Regions from separate parts of the Mus musculus genome. Here all the other regions are linked to region 3. A link is a contact called in public HiCAR-type, HiChIP or PLAC-seq, Micro-C and promoter capture Hi-C data. All regions are on one chromosome and are shown on one strand. Each heading gives the region's core, a stretch centred on a gene start, on an enhancer-like site or on the middle of the called end of the contact. The rest is flanking DNA. Distances are from core to core; before and after follow the strand shown.

The links. Promoter capture Hi-C pulls out the DNA fragments that hold promoters and counts their contacts. Hi-C and Micro-C count contacts between places; a contact is called where the count stands out from the background. HiCAR-type assays count read pairs that join an accessible place to other places. HiChIP or PLAC-seq counts read pairs in DNA pulled down with a chosen protein or histone mark.
Region 1: a contact with region 3 is called in a HiCAR-type map of embryonic stem cells, with 5 times the contacts expected there. The contact joins the promoter of Rtp2 here to the promoter of Eif4a2 in region 3. A contact is called at or near these places in 5 of 39 promoter capture datasets (the 3T3-L1 cell line, 3T3-L1-derived adipocytes, the SN4741 cell line and 1 more), 1 of 484 Hi-C or Micro-C datasets (embryonic stem cells) and 5 of 115 datasets of contacts at active chromatin or transcription factors (all in embryonic stem cells).
Region 2: a contact with region 3 is called in a promoter capture Hi-C map of pre-B cells, with 3 times the contacts expected there. The contact joins the enhancer-like site here to the promoter of Eif4a2 in region 3. A contact is called at or near these places in 4 of 39 promoter capture datasets (the C10 cell line, cranial neural crest and pre-B cells), 1 of 484 Hi-C or Micro-C datasets (pre-B cells) and 2 of 115 datasets of contacts at active chromatin or transcription factors (embryonic stem cells and memory CD8 T cells).
Region 4: a contact with region 3 is called in an H3K27ac HiChIP or PLAC-seq map of stem cell-derived neural progenitor cells, with 3 times the contacts expected there. The contact joins the promoter of Igf2bp2 here to the promoter of Eif4a2 in region 3. A contact is called at or near these places in 1 of 39 promoter capture datasets (cranial neural crest) and 1 of 115 datasets of contacts at active chromatin or transcription factors (stem cell-derived neural progenitor cells).
Region 5: a contact with region 3 is called in a Micro-C map of embryonic stem cells, with 4 times the contacts expected there. The contact joins the enhancer-like site here to the promoter of Eif4a2 in region 3. A contact is called at or near these places in 5 of 39 promoter capture datasets (the C10 cell line, cranial neural crest, embryonic stem cells and 2 more), 12 of 484 Hi-C or Micro-C datasets (all in embryonic stem cells) and 13 of 115 datasets of contacts at active chromatin or transcription factors (embryonic stem cells, pancreatic cancer cells and stem cell-derived neural progenitor cells).
Region 6: a contact with region 3 is called in an H3K4me3 HiChIP or PLAC-seq map of embryonic stem cells, with 3 times the contacts expected there. The contact joins the enhancer-like site here to the promoter of Eif4a2 in region 3. A contact is called at or near these places in 2 of 39 promoter capture datasets (cranial neural crest and hippocampal neurons) and 5 of 115 datasets of contacts at active chromatin or transcription factors (differentiating embryonic stem cells, embryonic stem cells, extraembryonic endoderm stem cells and 1 more).

What each region holds. Positions count from the first base shown.
Region 1 is chr16:23,929,390-23,932,089 of GRCm38.p6, reverse strand. It overlaps Rtp2 (receptor transporter protein 2), which reads left to right and starts at 1,296. Exons shown (of 2, transcript NM_001008230.3): 1 at 1,296-1,555. The coding sequence starts at 1,392.
Region 2 is chr16:22,547,174-22,549,873 of GRCm38.p6, reverse strand. Dgkg (diacylglycerol kinase, gamma) reads left to right here. Exons shown (of 25, transcript NM_138650.2): 20 at 1,158-1,222. It overlaps Gm15651 (a long non-coding RNA gene), which reads right to left. Exons shown (of 3, transcript XR_384735.4): 1 at 1,294-2,700; 2 at 1-1,203. Among named protein-coding and RNA genes, the nearest start is that of Gm15651, 8.5 kb to the right of the region's middle. Within about 2 kb of position 1,358, at least 168 of the 459 cell types and tissues checked have an H3K27ac peak or open chromatin away from gene starts, as enhancers often do. A contact at or near this core is called in embryonic stem cells, memory CD8 T cells and pre-B cells, where this site is marked.
Region 3 is chr16:23,106,003-23,108,766 of GRCm38.p6, reverse strand. Eif4a2 (eukaryotic translation initiation factor 4A2) reads right to left here and starts at 1,299. Exons shown (of 11, transcript NM_013506.3): 1 at 947-1,299; 2 at 134-179; 3 at 1-48. The coding sequence starts at 975.
Region 4 is chr16:22,161,936-22,164,659 of GRCm38.p6, reverse strand. Igf2bp2 (insulin-like growth factor 2 mRNA binding protein 2) reads left to right here and starts at 1,361. Exons shown (of 16, transcript NM_183029.2): 1 at 1,361-1,874. The coding sequence starts at 1,697.
Region 5 is chr16:22,401,396-22,404,115 of GRCm38.p6, reverse strand. Etv5 (ets variant 5) reads left to right here. Exons shown (of 13, transcript NM_023794.2): 8 at 2,185-2,444. Among named protein-coding and RNA genes, the nearest start is that of Etv5, 37 kb to the left of the region's middle. Within about 2 kb of position 1,270, at least 17 of the 459 cell types and tissues checked have an H3K27ac peak or open chromatin away from gene starts, as enhancers often do. A contact at or near this core is called in embryonic stem cells, where this site is marked.
Region 6 is chr16:22,311,408-22,314,141 of GRCm38.p6, reverse strand. No RefSeq gene overlaps it. Among named protein-coding and RNA genes, the nearest start is that of Tra2b, 47 kb to the right of the region's middle. Within about 2 kb of position 1,256, at least 8 of the 459 cell types and tissues checked have an H3K27ac peak or open chromatin away from gene starts, as enhancers often do. A contact at or near this core is called in embryonic stem cells, where this site is marked.

The DNA of each region.
Region 1 (2,700 bases), core at 47-2,546, 820 kb before region 3:
TGTGATTTCCATGCCAGCCAAGGCTACATAGTGAAACCCTTCCAAAAAAGTAAATAAATAAAAAATAAGAAAAAGAAAAAGGGAAGGAGGGCTGGGGTTTGGGAATTTAAATCGAGGCCAATAAGGAAACCGGAAATCAGTAGTTCTTGATGGCCTTACAGCACAGACTTGTACTTCTATAGGTTAACACAAAGCTAGTGGAAGAGCACTTCTCTGAGTTGAAGGATGTTCAGTGGCCATCCTCCTAACCCTATCCCACACAGAGACCATATGGAGGCGCATGACAAATCTGGAACCCAGCACTGATAACTTCCGGCACCTAGCTACCCTTTTTAGTTCTGCCTACTTTCGCTGTCTCCACAGCCCTAGAAGCCAGAGCTTCAGGTTAAAGAAGTGACAGGTGATGGACTACAGACATCGCAGAAACCTCGCAATATCCGGGGCAGAACCAGGTATCCACAGCCTCTGGTCTGTAAAAAAATAGAACTTGGGCGTCAGGAAGCCTCGGCTCTCTGTTGTCTGCTCTGCATCAGCTGAGGTAGCTCAGCCTGCAGCTCGGAAGATACTAGATCCCGTAGCAGCAGCCTCCGCGAGCCCTGGGAGCAGGGAGTGACTGTGGCAACCCTGGAGTGTGAACTGTTATCACTGAGCTTTTCACAGTGTATTAAATTACTTCTGTCTCACCAACCGGATTGAGAATTCTCCAGCGAAGGGAGAGCGACGTGTCACTTGTCGCGTCTCCCTTCATCACGATGTTAGGAGCATAATACGCTCGAGATAATTAAAGGGGTAGACATCATTTAGGAAGGCCTGGATCTGAATTGTGGATGATCACTTGGGGGTTACAGAAGCCTGCTTTCTGGTCTGTCTTGGCTAGTACACAGATCAAGTAGCTTGTGGCTAGCACATGGCAAACAATGGCCACAATGCATCAGGAGTGTGGGAGCATCAGGTCCCATATCTCCATTCTGCTTCTGCTGACGTCCCTAGGGTATTATGGTTGCCATGGCACATGGCTGGAGAAAGCAGGGAAGAGCAGTGGGGTGAAAAAGGGCCACCACATAGCCCTTGTCCTCTGGGGAACCTCCGTCAGCCCATGGGTTGGATCTCACCTCTCTCTGCTTTCTCAACCTAGTCAGCATTACAATTCAGTTTGCCTCTGCAATCTGGCTCAGGACCCTGGAACTCTCCCTGGAGGCTTGCCTCCTCCCTATCCCTGGCTCCTGGTACCTGCCTGGCTGTCATAGTAACAGGTTCCAGGGTGACAAAAGAGGAAGCTGGCTCTTGTGGGTAAGGCTTTTTGGACCACAGAGACTGCCTGGGCTGCATCTATCTAAGCTTTCTGTTCTTCCTTGGGCTGAGTTCACCCTTCTATCCCAGCCAACAGGACCATGTCCACCAGCCTGACCACTTGTGAGTGGAAGAAGGTCTTCTACGAGAAGATGGAGGTGGCCAAGCCAGCGGACAGCTGGGAGCTCATCATAGACCCCACCCTCAAGCCCAATGAGCTGGGCCCTGGCTGGAAGCAGTACCTGGAGCAACATGCCTCAGGCAGGTGAGAGGCTGGTGGGAGGAGGTGCAGGAAGCCCTCCCTCCCCCAGAAGGATGGGGGCTGTCACAGACTTTGCAAGTCTGGGCCTCTGGTAGGTCTCACCAGGTCAGCTCAGGTGACAAGCAGGCAATGAACCACCAGAAGGACCATCTAGGCTATGTTTCTAACCACAGTTGTTCAGGTTCCTTGGTTCCTTGGAACAAATTGTGCCCTGCATTTGAGTCTCAGTTTTCCATAGAAAATCAAGACTGGCAAGGCTTCAAAGCCCTGCAAATTCAGATGCCTAGTATAGATAGAATGGAGAGGAGGTACAATGGGGATCTCCAGAATTCTCAACCTAGAAGTTGGGGTATATGTGTTTGGCGGCTGTGGTGTCCATCTGCTCAATCAAATGCAACTAGACATGAAGACAGAACAAGTTACTGATCACATAGTATATTTGAGAGCCTGGTTCCATAGCTCTGTGAACTTGGCCTTGTCCCCTTCTTTCTCTGGTTCCCAGTTTTCATATTTACAAGGCAAGGGAGCTCATCTTAGCTCATCTTAAAACACTACTCCAATCCCGTCCAACACTACTGTCAGTGGATGACAAGTTGCTGACCTCAGGCAGCACTTGCCCTAGATCCTCCTAAGTGCTCCTCACTCTTCTGCCATGCAGAGTGTCCTGGGGGCTCTTCTAAAATCGTTTCCCTTTTACAAACAGATGATGGGGGTGGGGGATGGGAGCCACAGTTTCTTGGTCAGACAGCCTCCAGCTCACCTGCAGTGGTGCAGCGCCCCCCCCCCCCCCAGGCGAGCTGGTGGCTGTGTTGTGGAGGTGTGAAAAAATTATGGCTGGGTTGTCCATATTGTAAGAATGTGAAGCCTCTTGAGTAGACAACAGCATGTGGGTGGGAGCAGAAAAAGGCAGGCTGACCATAGGCCTTGCCAACAAATAAATAGAGCATGTGTTAGCATAGGACAGGGCATAGTTGGTTGGTTTGTGTTGTCTCCTGTTATCAATGCTGGGCAGTGGAAATCTCTCTAAGTAGCTGCATGATCTCTATTTTCTATGCTTCAGTCTCACCTCCCCCCCCCCAAGCCCCCCTCCCCTACGTCCCAAATGCTCACCAATGTTTGATACTTTTGGAGATATGGGGTCTGTCTTG
Region 2 (2,700 bases), core at 109-2,608, 560 kb after region 3:
AGATTTCTGATTGGCTGCTGCAGTCACTTCTGGGCAAATCTAAATCAGCTCCTTGTTTCTGGGCTGTCCTGTCTCCAACCAATTAGTTAGTTAATTTCGAGTGTTCAGCATCTGCCTCCACAGTGCTCGATTGGGACTGTGTGATAAGGGGGCAGTACACACTCTTCTGCTGGGCTCGTTAGGAGGTGCAGGAGGCTAAGAGTGAAGAACCGAGTTCAGCTTGGATCCTATTCTGGCCTATAGGTCCTGGAGCCCCACCATGTCAACACCAGTCACAACCATGAGCACTCACAGATAGCTGTAATGGGAGTGTGGGATGCAGATAGGACTCTGGGCTGGACTCTGGTTCCAACCTGAGAAATGGGACACCCAGAAACACAGTGTCATGGAGCGTCGTGGTGAGTTCTGTGGTACAGATAGCCAGCCATGCAGCCAAAGTGGGGGGTGGGGCAACAGATTGGATAGGAAAGGATCAAGATTGTCGCTAGCTTCAGAGGCAGTCCTGTGGATAGAATGATTAATAGGCAGAAGTTAGACGTTTAATACACTTTTGTTGTCTGCTAAACGCACTATCCAGTACTATTGTTAATTGTTTTGGGTGAAACAGACAACAAAGAGTTAATACCAGCGACAGCTTTGGGTTTGATAATGTGCTGTTATATAAGATGTTATCATCGCTGGACGCTGGGTGAGTGGGACATGAGAAAAAGTACTATTTTTGCAACTTCTCATGAAATAGTCCTCACTTTATGTCACCACCCATCACCACACCACACCACACCACACCACACCACACCACACCACACCACACCTCACCACACCTCACCCACTCCTCACTGGCTTCTGGCTTCACCTGAGGAGAGCCCCTCACTCTTCTCTTTAGAGCCTGCTCTTGCCTGTGTTTACAAAGGCTGAACTGTGGCCACTCACTGGGCTTGAGATACTGTGATGAGTGCCAGGCTCTGAGGCAACCAAGTGAGGCTCTCAAAGGACGGAGTGGTGGCACTAGCTTACGCCTGGACGCGGTGCTGTGCCCCTATGATTTGGAGTCTCTGGAATCTGGGCCTTCCAGGGGCATATATGTGTGTCTTCCCACCATACCTCATGGCCACAATCACTAACCAGGCTTTTCTTGCCTTCTTTTCTTCCGTTTCCAGGATGCTTCAATTGCACACAGATTCCATATGATGAGAGAGAAACACCCTGAAAAATTCAACAGCAGGTAAGCGAGCTCGCTGGCTGCCGTGGTGGCACCCCGCCTGCCCGGCACTGCAGCCAGTGCGGGCCTCCCACCTGCTACCACGGAAATGTCCTTGGCCTGGGTCGACCGCCAGGGGACTTCGCTTTCCTGCCACGTTGCCGGAAGGAGGGTTTCCATTTCTAAGAAGGAAAAAAAAAAAAAAATGTCAGAAACCTGCCACAGCCTAGCTGCCGGTCCCCTCCCGCAGGAACTGAACAGAGGGAGGGGTCTGGGACGGCATGAGTGGCAGGGAGCCTGCCTTTGGCCTCCTGGAACCCCTCCAGGAACTTAGAGGTTTCCTCTCAAAAGCCAGCGTCTCGCAGGGGATTGGGGGAGCGAAAGGCTCTGCTAGGGTCTTAGACCCGAGAAGGTGCCAGGCACTCTCCTGGACAGCAGAGGGCAGCAGTGAGGTCCCTACAATGCTGTGACCATCGAGGGCATCACAGCGGCTTCCTATTGGCTCCTGCATGCCTGGAGATTGGGTTCAAACTGGAAAGAAAAGAGAAAACCAAATCCATTGCAAGAGAACCCAAATCTGTCTTGCAAAGCGAATGAAATTTACCAGAACCGCGAGGTAACTGGCAAACAATTACCATGGAGTTGTCCATTTTCCTTTTCTTGCTCATTTCTCTCTCTTCTATGACGCTATCGTCTTTGTTGTACTGATTTGAAGATCATGCCTGGATTCCACGCCTAGCCCCAGGCAGGTGGGCAGCAGTGGGATAATGACTTGGGCTTGATCTTTGAACCTCACGGGTTGCTATTGCGTGAGGCCGCAGAATTCTCCTCAAAGCAGAAGTTCGGGTGTTATTTGAGGACATTTCCCTACCAGCTCAGCCCCTGACTCCACAGCCTGGGAGCTATACCAGGAAGAGGCTGAGAACAGTGAGGTAATGTCAAACCCGGATCTAACAGCATCTGAACTGTATTAGGGTGACATTCGGTCTCACTCAGACCCTGGACCCACAGCATACTACAAACATGTCTTGCCAGCCCTTGTTGTCTATAGTCACCAATGGGCAATGACAACCCTTCCTCCACCTCATCACCCCCGGGCATGCATGCAACCACTATTTTTAAACCACTATCATATTTTATTAAAGTATTTACATGGAAGAGTCCTATTTACACTGGGAAAGTAGGCAAGCTTTAAGATGTTTAAAAGTCAAATACAAATTTGTTAATGACAAGAAAAGATGACAGGCATAAAACCCAAGTTCAGTTGTGCCCAAAGCTTTGAGATCATTGGTATTGTGACTATTGAGAGTCTGCACCCTTAGCAGGCATGTGGTGTAGGCTCAGAGATAAGTAGGTGCCAGAAGGAACCTTTCTCAAGAGACCAGATCTCCTGACAATAGGTAGTTTACGTGCTGGTTTCGAAGCTTCTTGTTTCGCCTCTTCAAGTCTTTTTCTGAGGTGACCTTGAGCTCCATTGATGGGCCAGGCAGCATGGAGTGGTG
Region 3 (2,764 bases), core at 50-2,549:
CTTTAAATTCATATCATCAAAGTTATCAACAATTTCATTCCAGTTGCTCTGTAAGTTAATAATGAAACTATGAATAAGACATGAAAAAAAAATGTACCTTTCCAAACCTTTAACGTCCACACCCACTCCTTACCTCGATGACACCATCGGGGTCCATTCCCTCTGGGCCGCCATGTTCTCTGCTGACAACAACACTGCAGTTAGACATACTGCTTCCAAGCCACGCAGAGACCCTTAAAGGGCCCTTCCACCCCGTACCTCATTCCCCTCCGCGCCCCTGTGCTCTGCTGAAAACGCCTCAAAACCGGCCGCAATGCTGCGAAGCGCCATTCGCCCTCCCCAACAGCTTGGGACTTGGACCCCTAAGTATAGACGCCCCTTTACTCAGTGCCCTAGGACCAGGCCCTCCCGCTTGGGAAGCGAAGCTCTCGCGAGTGCTCCGCGCGCCGAGCTCCGCCCCTAACTCTGCGCAAGCCGGCGTGATTGACGCCGAAAGGCCCAGGCAGGTCCATGCCAACGGCTCCGTCGCTCCGTTTCACGGTCCAGGGTGATCGTCCCCTGGCCGTCCAATCTCCCATCTCGACAGAACCCTAAGAACGCCAGCTCGCGCCACTGGCCGCCAATAAACCTTCGGGTCCCGGTTACCCGCCCCTAAGCAGTCTGCGCCACGGCTCCGCTTGCCATATCCCGTACGGGGAGGGGCAGCAGCCAAGATGTCACAATGTGTCCTAAGAAAGGGCATCCTTAATACTCCGTTCTTGTATCCGTCCTGTCTCCCCAACATCTGGAGTCTTACCATCATGGAAGCTTCTCGAAGGGCACAAGGAGAAGTGTGTGCCCTAAGAAAAAGCCCGCATACCTGCAGTGTGGCCGCCAAGCAACCCACCTCAACGCGGGTCCTAGTGACCTTGACTACAGGCCACCGGCCGCCCCGGGAGCGCCGTACCTGTTGTAATCCGCGGAGCCACCAGACATGATCCGAAAACCCACTCAGCGCCCGACTGAAAAGACAGGCGGACGGCGCCGCCCGTTTTTTATAGGCTCGCGGCCGGAACCCGTTTCTCGCGGAGGAATTTCCTTATTCCCCTTTCGGAAGCCACAAAATTGTACTCCTGGAGTTTGTTACCGGAGGTGAAGCCCTACAGGAGTCGATGACAAAATCCACATTTCACTATTACTTGGTATTACAGCGTTCCCGGAGATCCACGAATCGGGAACGGGTCTGGGACTCTTTGCTTTCGGCGGAAGAATATTGCAGCAGCGCGACCGCGCGCCGCGCTCCTCGGCCGCCCTGCTCCTACGGGGTTTCCGCGGCCCTGCCGCAGAGGCCGGCGGAGCCCTGGGCGCTTAGGGCGGAAGCCGGTGGCGCTGTTCGCTGGCGGGCGGCGTCTCCAGGACGCAGCTCCGGGCTACCTGCGCGTCAGCGTGCCCTTGGTCCGAGCCACCGCGTTCCGTGCCGGAACAGAATAGGGTTACCCCGCCCGTTCTCACTGCTGTTTAATGTGACAGGAAAGGGCTACCTGGCATTTCGCCCAGCCATTTAATATCCATTCAGATCTGGAACGTGTGAAACCCCTGCCACGGAAAATGTCGGCCACCCAGCACATCCTAGGAAATCCAGTTTGCAGTTCTATTTTTGTAAGACGAGAAGCACAGTGTGTAGTATCATTAACAGATGTCCCTAGGGTGGTGATTCGATTTTCATCTCTTTCTGGTCGGTCGTCTTCAGCTCTGGCTTAAAAAATAATGCTAATAATTTCAACCTAACAGGTGCGAGAAATGACTGATAGAATCACTACCAACTTGTGCAAAGGACCTGTCATTCTTTGTAACACAGAAATGTAAATGGGTGCTTCTGGCAGACTCAGCCCTAGCACTTCAAGAGCTGATTGTCTCTTCTGGTAAAACAAAACAAAAACAAAAAACAAAAACGATTTTAATCATCTAATATTGCCTTACTGAAATTGAGACAATATAGTTCGTATTGCTCGTAATAAACTTGCATGGCTGCATAAGCCTAGACGTTTCCAGTCAGCCACAACTCGAGCCCCTTGCAAAAAAATATAAGATATTTAATCCTTGAATTTTAAAATATGAAAGTATCCTGAACACTCAAAAATTTTTCTCATTAATTCAGAAGACCAAAGACTGACTAACCAGAGAAGGAAAAGGCTCAGTTTGGTAATTTACGAAAAGTATTTGGCTCTAAAAAGATTAAATTAGATTAAATTGTATTTGTTTATTTATTGAGTGTGCACCTCAGCGCGTGGAAGTCAACGGACGACTCTTAGGAGTTGATTCGTCTCCTACTACTTGGATCCCACAAGTGGGTCCTGGGGATGGAACTTAGGTCAGCATGCCCTAAGGCCAGCATTGAATCATCTTGCCAGCCCTATGTGCTATCCTTACTCAAAAATAAAACCTGTACTTATTTGGAAGTTATTGTGTCAGAAACTGTTACAAAATGATGACAAAATAGAGACCGGGTGTGGTGACATGGACTTTTAACCCTAGCACTCAGGAAGTGGAGGCTCGTGGATCCCTGCAAGTCTTAGAGGGTTCAGGCCAGCAAGGGCTATATAATGAGACCTTGCCTCAAGGGACAAGTGAGTGAGTGACAAAATGGATTGGCCATCCTGTGTAGAGTCTCTTTCAAAGTTGCCATAAAAATAAAAATAAATAATACTTCCTGATCTAAGAAACTCAACAAAGTTCAGTTTTTCTGAGGAAGACTACATGTGCCTAACAGATGTTTTCGTTATGG
Region 4 (2,724 bases), core at 112-2,611, 940 kb after region 3:
GTAGCCTGTAACTATGACTTACTGTGAATGGGCAAACATAGCCTTACAAAGATGACGGCCTAATTAGCAGCCTCCGTGTAAATAATCTGAAGGCGGCTTCCAGTCTGCCGTGAGTTGTGCAGCACTCACAAGTTGTTTTCACTGGCGAGCTTCTTCCACATTTTACTCAGGAAGCATCTATCCCTGGTTTATCTGTCAGTCTGGGCAACACTATCAAAGCCCTATTCCCAGTTCTAGAAGCAGTAAAGTCCAGAGAGGAAAATGTGTGGATAGTTGATGAAAGCTAGAATTGAGATGTCAGTAAATATCTAGATGAGAAAGAATCATCCATCACTTCCTTATCAAGACAAGTAATTAAGGACCGCTCCCCCTGTCCTGTCCACCCAGCTTTTAAGTTTCCCTGGGTAAAGAAATGGAAGCAGAGTGCAGTGTGTCACACATTACTCAGCTAGCCTTTTATGTCACCCTCACAAGGGGTGGTTGTTTTATTTTCTCTAGGGATAAAAGTTAGGCTCAGGGATGTTGGCACACTTTGGGGCATACTGCTGGATCTGAGTATAGAGGAGACAGACCCTATGGCCCATGGTGACTTCTCCACCCAGACATACCTCCCAACACGTAAGCCTTCTAAAAAACCAAGGAACACTTCCCGGATCACACAGAAGTCCAAAGCCATCTCACCTCAAAATCCCTCCGTTCTTTTCTGGAGCCCTTTATTTCTACGATTCCCACGGAGCCATGTGACTTAGATTGCCGCTTGGCAATCTGTCTGGCTCCTTCCCGGGAGAGGGACTAGGACCCTGCCTCTTCCGTCCTCCGCGTGGAAGGACAACTTTCTTCTCCAGTTCCTTCCCTCTCCAGTTCCTTCCAGAGTTCAGGGAACGCCTACCAAGCCTGGGACTGAAACCCGCCCCTCAGCCTGTGCATCGTCACCTCGGCCATCACCTGGCCTCGGGTCTGGCTCTCCTTTCTTGGTTGGGGAAACCGAGGCTCGGCGCCACGGTAACTTTACTAGAATACACGGTCTGGGGGAGGGGACCCGTGTGTTCCTCCGTCCTTTGACCACATGCGCCCCCTTCTTCCAAGAGCTTGGCTCGCAGCGAGTCTCTAGATCGGTGCGTGGCTCGGGACGCGCGAGGAAAGTTGTCAGCCCTAGCGTGCAGAGCTCTCCTCAAGGTGCACCTCACTCTGGCCCCGCGCCCACGTCGCGTCCACCTTGCACACACCCCGCCCACGTCCGCGCCCCTCACCTCCCGCGCGCCGCCTGGCTCCGCCGCTCCCGGCCCCGTTGGGGCCGCCGCCGCTTCCGCCCGCCGGGCGCGCAGCCTGGGAGCGCCGAGCCCTCGGAGCGCGCGGCGCGGGACGGGCAGGGCGCGCACTCTCGGCGGTGCACACGCCGCTCCAACTCTCAGGCGCGCGGGGTGCGTCCGCCCGCCGCCGCCGCCCCGGCACCGGGAGGCAGAGCAAGCGCTTTGTCCGCACGCCCGCTCGGGACTCTGCCCGGAGGAGGCAGCCGCGCCGAGTCCCCGCCTCCGCCTCTGCCCCCGGGCGGGCCGGGCCGGCCGCGGTGGGGGGAGCCAGGCTGAGGGCGAGGGTGGGGGCGGGGGCGGGCGCAGGAGGAGAGAGGAGGGCAGCGGAGGCGGCGGGAGCGCCGGGTGCCGGGCCGGGGGAGCCGCGGGCTCTCGGGAAGACGCGGATGATGAACAAGCTGTACATTGGGAACCTGAGCCCCGCCGTCACCGCCGACGACCTCCGGCAGCTCTTCGGGGACAGGAAGCTGCCCCTGGCGGGACAGGTCCTACTCAAGTCCGGCTACGCCTTCGTGGACTACCCCGACCAGAACTGGGCCATCCGCGCCATCGAGACCCTCTCGGGTGAGCACTCGGCGCAGCCCACGCCGCGCCTCGCCGGCTCGGGACGGCGGCAGCGGGGAGGCCGAGCCCCATGGGCCGCGCCCGCCGCGACTCCCGAGCCCTCACGCTCACTTTCACGCACCAGCCCCGCGACTCTCGCGGCGGGCTGGCTCCGGGATGGCCGGCTGCCCTGCCCCCACCGCGGGGGCTAACACAGACCCTTGGGCCTCAGAGTCGAGGCGACCCTGTGCCCCTCCGAGGGTCCCCAGGCTCGCTGGCTCCCTAGGAGCGCCCCTGGAGTGCCCAGCTGCTCTCCAGAGCTTCCCCCGCCCCCACCTTTGCAGAGTCCCCCGTTTTTCTTTTTCTAGACCCTTCTAGTACCCCCTTTGCCAGGGACCCCCCCAAATCCAGCATCTCTCCTCCTAGCCAGACCTTCCTTCTTCCCATGCCTCGTGCCAAAGACCTCTCGCCCTCTGTCGTCTCCCAAGCCGCACTCTCCTTTTGAGACCCCCTCTTGTCTTCTGGCCCCCCACTTTCGGCATCTCCTCGACTTCACCTACTGAACCCTTCGAGGTCTTGGGGTTTTTCCCCACCTGGCCCTTGTCGGACCGCACATCTCCCTCGGTCCTTTCCCGAAGCTCAGTTCCCTCTCTCTGGTCTCGGAAGCGCTCCTATTTTTCCCTGAATTTTTTGTCCGATTTTATTGAGAAGAACTCGGGGCTGGGGGCTTTCCGCCTCCCGTCTCCCCGCCTCCTGCTCGGCCAGGAGCACCTTTTTACGAGGTACCCTGTCTCAACTCGGTGGGGGCCCGGGCTGAGAACCGGGAAAGAGGCGACCGGGGGGCCCGCGAGCGCGCTGGAGCCCGGACGGG
Region 5 (2,720 bases), core at 21-2,520, 700 kb after region 3:
CTTACAGTAATGTAGTTTGCCTTTGTAGCTAAGGAGAGGACGCTTTGAAGCGCTCTTGGCTGCATGTAGTTCTTCTAGTCCACATTTAATGGGATCATTTGTTTTCTTGGTGTTTCGTTTAGTTTTTGCTCTTAGTATATTGTATATACTAATCCTCTGGCAGGTACCACCTAACAGGTGGCCTTTTCAGTCAACAATAGCTTCCTGCAGGGCAGAAACTTGAATTTCCTGGAGTCCCACTTTCATTGATGGCCTGATTTCCTGGATCATTCAGAGTCCTATTCAGAAAATCCTTACCTAAGCCTGAATCCAGACCTGTACTCCCTACTTTTTCTTCTAGAGTTTGGGGTCTGACATTGAGATCTCGGATCCATTTGATTTGGGTACAGGGTGAGAGGGAAGGGAAACGTTCTATATGGAGCTGTCTGGTTTGACCAGCGCTGTTTATTTCTTAAAGATGTTGTCTTTTCTTCTCTGTGTGTGTGTGTTTTGTTTTTGTTTTTTCTTTCGAGACAGGGTTTCTCGGTATAGCCCTGGCTGTCCTGGAACTAACTTTGTAGACCAGGCTGGCCTCACACTCAGAGATCCGCCTGCCTCTGCCTCCTGAGTGCTGGGATCAAAGGAGTGAGCCACCACGCCTGACTTTTTTTTTTTTTTTTTTTTTAATATTTGTCAAATTTCAGGTATTATAGGAACAGGGACTTAATCTAGGGTCCTCCATTCTATTCCATTGATAAATGTGTCTGTTTTTATTCTGTTAACATGCTGGTTTTTAGTTCTTACAGCTATGTCTAACTTGAAAGCAAACATTTTACGTTTACTAGTGCATATGTTAGTATTTCTTCACTCATTTTCCTGTTTGTCTTAGTCATTGTTCTATATGTGAAGAGATACCATAACCAAGGAAACTCTTACGAAGCAAAGCATTTAATTGGAGCTTGCTTTTCGTTTCAGAGGTCCATTGTCCTTGTGGCAGGGAGCGTGGTGGCAAGCACGCAGTGCTGGAGAAGTAGCTGAGAGCTACATCCTGACCCATAGGCCTGGAGAGCCTGGGTTTAGCCTGGGCTTGTGAAACCTCAGAGCCCACCTCCCCAATGACATACTTCCTCCAACAAGGCTTTTGCTTTTCTTTGTTTGCTTGTTTGTCTGTTTTTGTTTTTCCAGACAGGGTTTCTCTGTCCTAGAACTCACTCTGTAGACCAGGCTGGCCTTATAGAGGCCACCTGTTTCTGGCTCCCCAGTGCTGGGATTAAAGGCATCCACCACCCAGACCCAGCTGAGGCCACACCTCTTAATCCTTTTAATCTTCCAAACAGAGCCATTGCCACTCCCTGGTGACTAAGCATTCAAATCTGGGATTCTGTGAGGGCCATTCTTATTCAAACTGCCACACTAAAATGCTGACCTTCAGTTACTCTTTAAAGGCTTAGATATACTCACCTTCAATGCTAGCACTTAAAAGGAGGATCTGCTGTCATCCTGAGCCTCACTCAAGTAAAAATAAAAGGCAGGTCAGTGGCTGCCGCATCTTCATTTTTGCTGGATTCTGCTTCCGGCATTTTCTGGTTATTACAGATTCTGGTTTCCCTCCACTTTGCTTCTGCCCTCGTATATCTTGATGGTTTCTACTCTTAGTAAGGTAATTTATAAACGGCTTCTCCCACCCCTGAAATTGTACATATGTTCTCATATACATTTGCTTCATAATGTGAAGTCTTTCATCCATAACATTTATGTTAGAATGCAGTGTAAAATGGAACCTAGCCTTCCCTACACATTTGAAATGATTTAACAGGTAATAAAAGGATTAAGGGTTCTTGATTAATTCAGTTTCTTTGATCTACCAATCAACTTTTCATTTCTTATAATTACGGTCATTTTATGATAATGTATCAATACCAAGTAAGTCCTTGGTTCTTCTCAAAAGTAGTTTGTGGGCCAGTGAGATGGAAGTGAATCCACAGCGTTATTCTCAGACTGTCACACGTGAGCCATGGCGCACACACATTGATAATAAACATGGCGCACACACATTGATAGTAAACAACATTTTACATTAGTGAGAACTTTTTTCATTTAGAAATTAATTTATCTTTTAAAAACCAGATGTGGTGGCTAATCCCAAATGTTGAATCATAGTGAGTGTTCATATGGTATTAAACAATATGCTTTTTTTCCTTCCAGATTTCAGCGACAGCTGTCTGAGCCCAGCCATCCCTTCCCTCCTCAGTCAGGAGTTCCTGGAGATAGTCGCCCCAGCTACCACCGGCAGATGTCAGAGCCCATTGTCCCCGCAGCTCCGCCACCCCTTCAGGGATTCAAGCAGGAATACCATGACCCACTGTATGAACATGGGGTCCCTGGGATGCCTGGTCCTCCAGCACATGGGTTCCAGTCACCCATGGGGATCAAGCAGGAGCCCCGAGATTACTGTGCTGACTCAGGTTAGCGCAAACTCACTGCATCGGCGTCTATGTTCTCACCTGGCTGTCTGATGAGCATTGGGCTGCTCTCTTCGAGGGTCTAAGAATTGCCTTTCGGGACTGAAGATTGTAGCAACGCAATATCCTGGGGTTCATGCCCAGCACTTCTAAAACCAAATCAACAACCCTCAAAGAGCTTAATGAATTAGTTCATTGTATTCAGAAGTGTGTAAAATACACCTAAGGCGAATTTGAAGCCTGCTGAGCCCACATTTGGGTGGTGCCCTACCCTTAAGG
Region 6 (2,734 bases), core at 7-2,506, 790 kb after region 3:
ATGAATATAATCAAATAATTGTATGAAAGTTTCAAAGAATTAAAATTTGTTTACAGTGAGAAAACAGGCTGGGTGTGGTGGCTTGAGAATTTGGTCACAGCACAGGAGGAAGCAGGTTAGTTACAAGTTCAAGGCCACCTGAGTCCACAGAGCAGATTTTAGGTCAGCTATGGCTACATAGTGAGACACTATCTCAAAGGGACAGGAAGAGGAGGAGGAGGAGCAGGAGAAGGAAGAGAAGCCAAAACAACCAGAAAACAGAACAAGGTGCCCTGTGAGAGATTCGGCCTTGAGTTGACCCTTGTTGAATTTTAGGAGCTGCTATCGAGGAAAGTGGGGAATGCTGGGTACGTGGAGGAAGTGCTATTAGCCAGGACAGGAAGTCAGGAACTACCAATTTCTCCAACCGGAAGGTGGTGAGCCTGCTAGTCAGAGAACCATAGAGCTGAGACGATGGGCTAAGGGTTTCACAGAACAGTCTTTTCCCTTGTGTTTTGTTGTTTGTTTGGGTGGGTGGTGGGTTTTTGTTGTTTTTTTCTTAAGCAGACTACACATAACTTGCAGCCCTCCTGCCTCCTGCCTCAACCTCCCCAACTGTAACTAAAGCCACATGTCCTTGAGCCCAACAAACATCCCCTTTACCACACATTTGTTCAAGTGTCAGTCCCGTTTGATGGAAGGGTAAAGGGATGGTATGTATATGAGATGTCCTGAGCAGCTGGGCTTCCAGAGCTGTTGATCACAGCCAGGGAAGGCAAGCTGAACTCCAACTTCAAACAAAGAAATCTCTCCTCCCCTCCCCCCAGCATAGCTGATGCTGGCCTCAAAATCATTGTATAGCCAAGGATAACCTTGGGCAATCATGCACTCTAACATGGGCATGCACTCTAGCATGGGCAATCATGCACTCTAACAACTGAGCTGCATTCCCAGCTCCCAAATGTCTATTTCTTGCCAAAAGAAGGCCCAGAAAGACTACACTGTCTACCCTGTCCCCCATCAGCCCCTGGATAAGATCCAAGCACACTGGAGTCCAGGCTAGCCAAAAGCATGAGAGCCACTTTTGGAGAGAGACAGCAGAAAAGCTCCGATTTTCCTGTTAAATCCCCCCATTGGCCTCAGAAATGTTAAAAATAAACTTTCACCTGCATCTGATTTCCTTTTGTTATCTCGGCCATTGTTGAACAAAGAGGTAACTGGGGCCTCTCTGGGCAGCTCATAGAGGTCACCTCTGAGCCCAGATGGGAGGGACACAGAGGATCAGCAGGAGTGTCATTAGAAATCAAAAACTCTTTAGAACTTCCAGGTTCCTGAGCTTGAACCCAGGCCCTGCAGCTTGAGCCAGCTCTGCCAGCCCTATCCGGCTCTCAGGTTTCCTCCTATGCCGTTTGCTATAGAATGGGATCCTTGGATTCTTTCCTCTGTTAGGTTTGCAACTTAGACCCCCAATCTACAGAGGGGTGATTTAAATAGGAAGAGAAAGCACAGCGTAGGCACTGAGGAACTAGTCCCTCACACTGGAAGCAGTAGATTGCCATGGACAGGATTTGGGCTAGAGAGTTGAACAGTCAGGCTCACTCAGGATAGTTACTTTCAACCTTGTGACATTATGCAAATTACTTGACCTTTCTGATCCCTTTTTCCTCTTTGTAAAACAGGCACAACGTGAATTGCCCTTAGTTGTATGGAAATTCATTTCTGGTTCAAATAAAGTTCAAAGTAGGTATTTCTAATCTGTGGGATTTTTTTATATTTTAATGTTTACCATTTTCAATTGTGTGCGTGTGCACAAACACCTTAGTGCAAGTGCCTCCCGAGGAGGTCCAAAGCATCCGAAGTTCTGGGCTCTGGAGTCACGGGTAGACTAAGCTGCTCAGTGCAGGTGCTGGGAATTAACTGGGTTCCTTGGGAAGAACAGCACACATTCTTAACTAATAGACCGTCATGTTAGCCCCTTAAAGAGATATGCTTGTTTATTTATTTAATTTATTTATCTCTTGAGTTGGGGCTGTTCTTCGACATGAAGTTTCTGTAGCTGGGGCCACCATTCCCTAAATGTAGTTTTCTGTGAGCATCAGTACATGGTGAGGATGAAGTAGCATTGCAACAGAGCTAAGAGCTGTGCACAAGCCTAGAAGCATCCTGCATCACTTCTGGGGTTTTTTTTTGTTTGTTTGTTTGTTTTGGTTCAGTTTTGGCTTTTTGAGACAGGGTTTCTCTATGTAGCCCTGAGTGTCCTGGAACTCACTCTGTAGACCAGGCTGGCCTCGAACTCAGAGCCCCCGCCTGCCTCTGCCTCCCAAGTGCTGGGATTAAAGATGTGCACTGCCCTCGCCCGGCTCCTGCATCACTTCTGATCGTAACTGGAGCATCTGTAAGTCGGCTACACAGCTGCAGTTCACTGCAGAATGTACTAGGAAATGAGGCCCAGCTGCGTGCCAGGAAGAGCAGGCATCGTCTCCCCAGTCTTTGCCACACACATTAATGAAGAAAAAGAAGAGGCTGACCTAACTGCAGACAACAGATGTGTAGCTGTTGGGTGACTCCTTCCATCCCATCAGGGCCAAGCGCTTGACCCTTGTAATGACACAGACAGGAGCTACAGCTGCGCAGCCCCTGCAGCCCCACAGTCACAGGCCCACACTTCCCTATTGCCAAAGAGCAGGATCTGTCACCCTGCTCTGACTCCTTCCCCTGATCAGGACATTTCCCACATGATACCTACAGTGTCAGG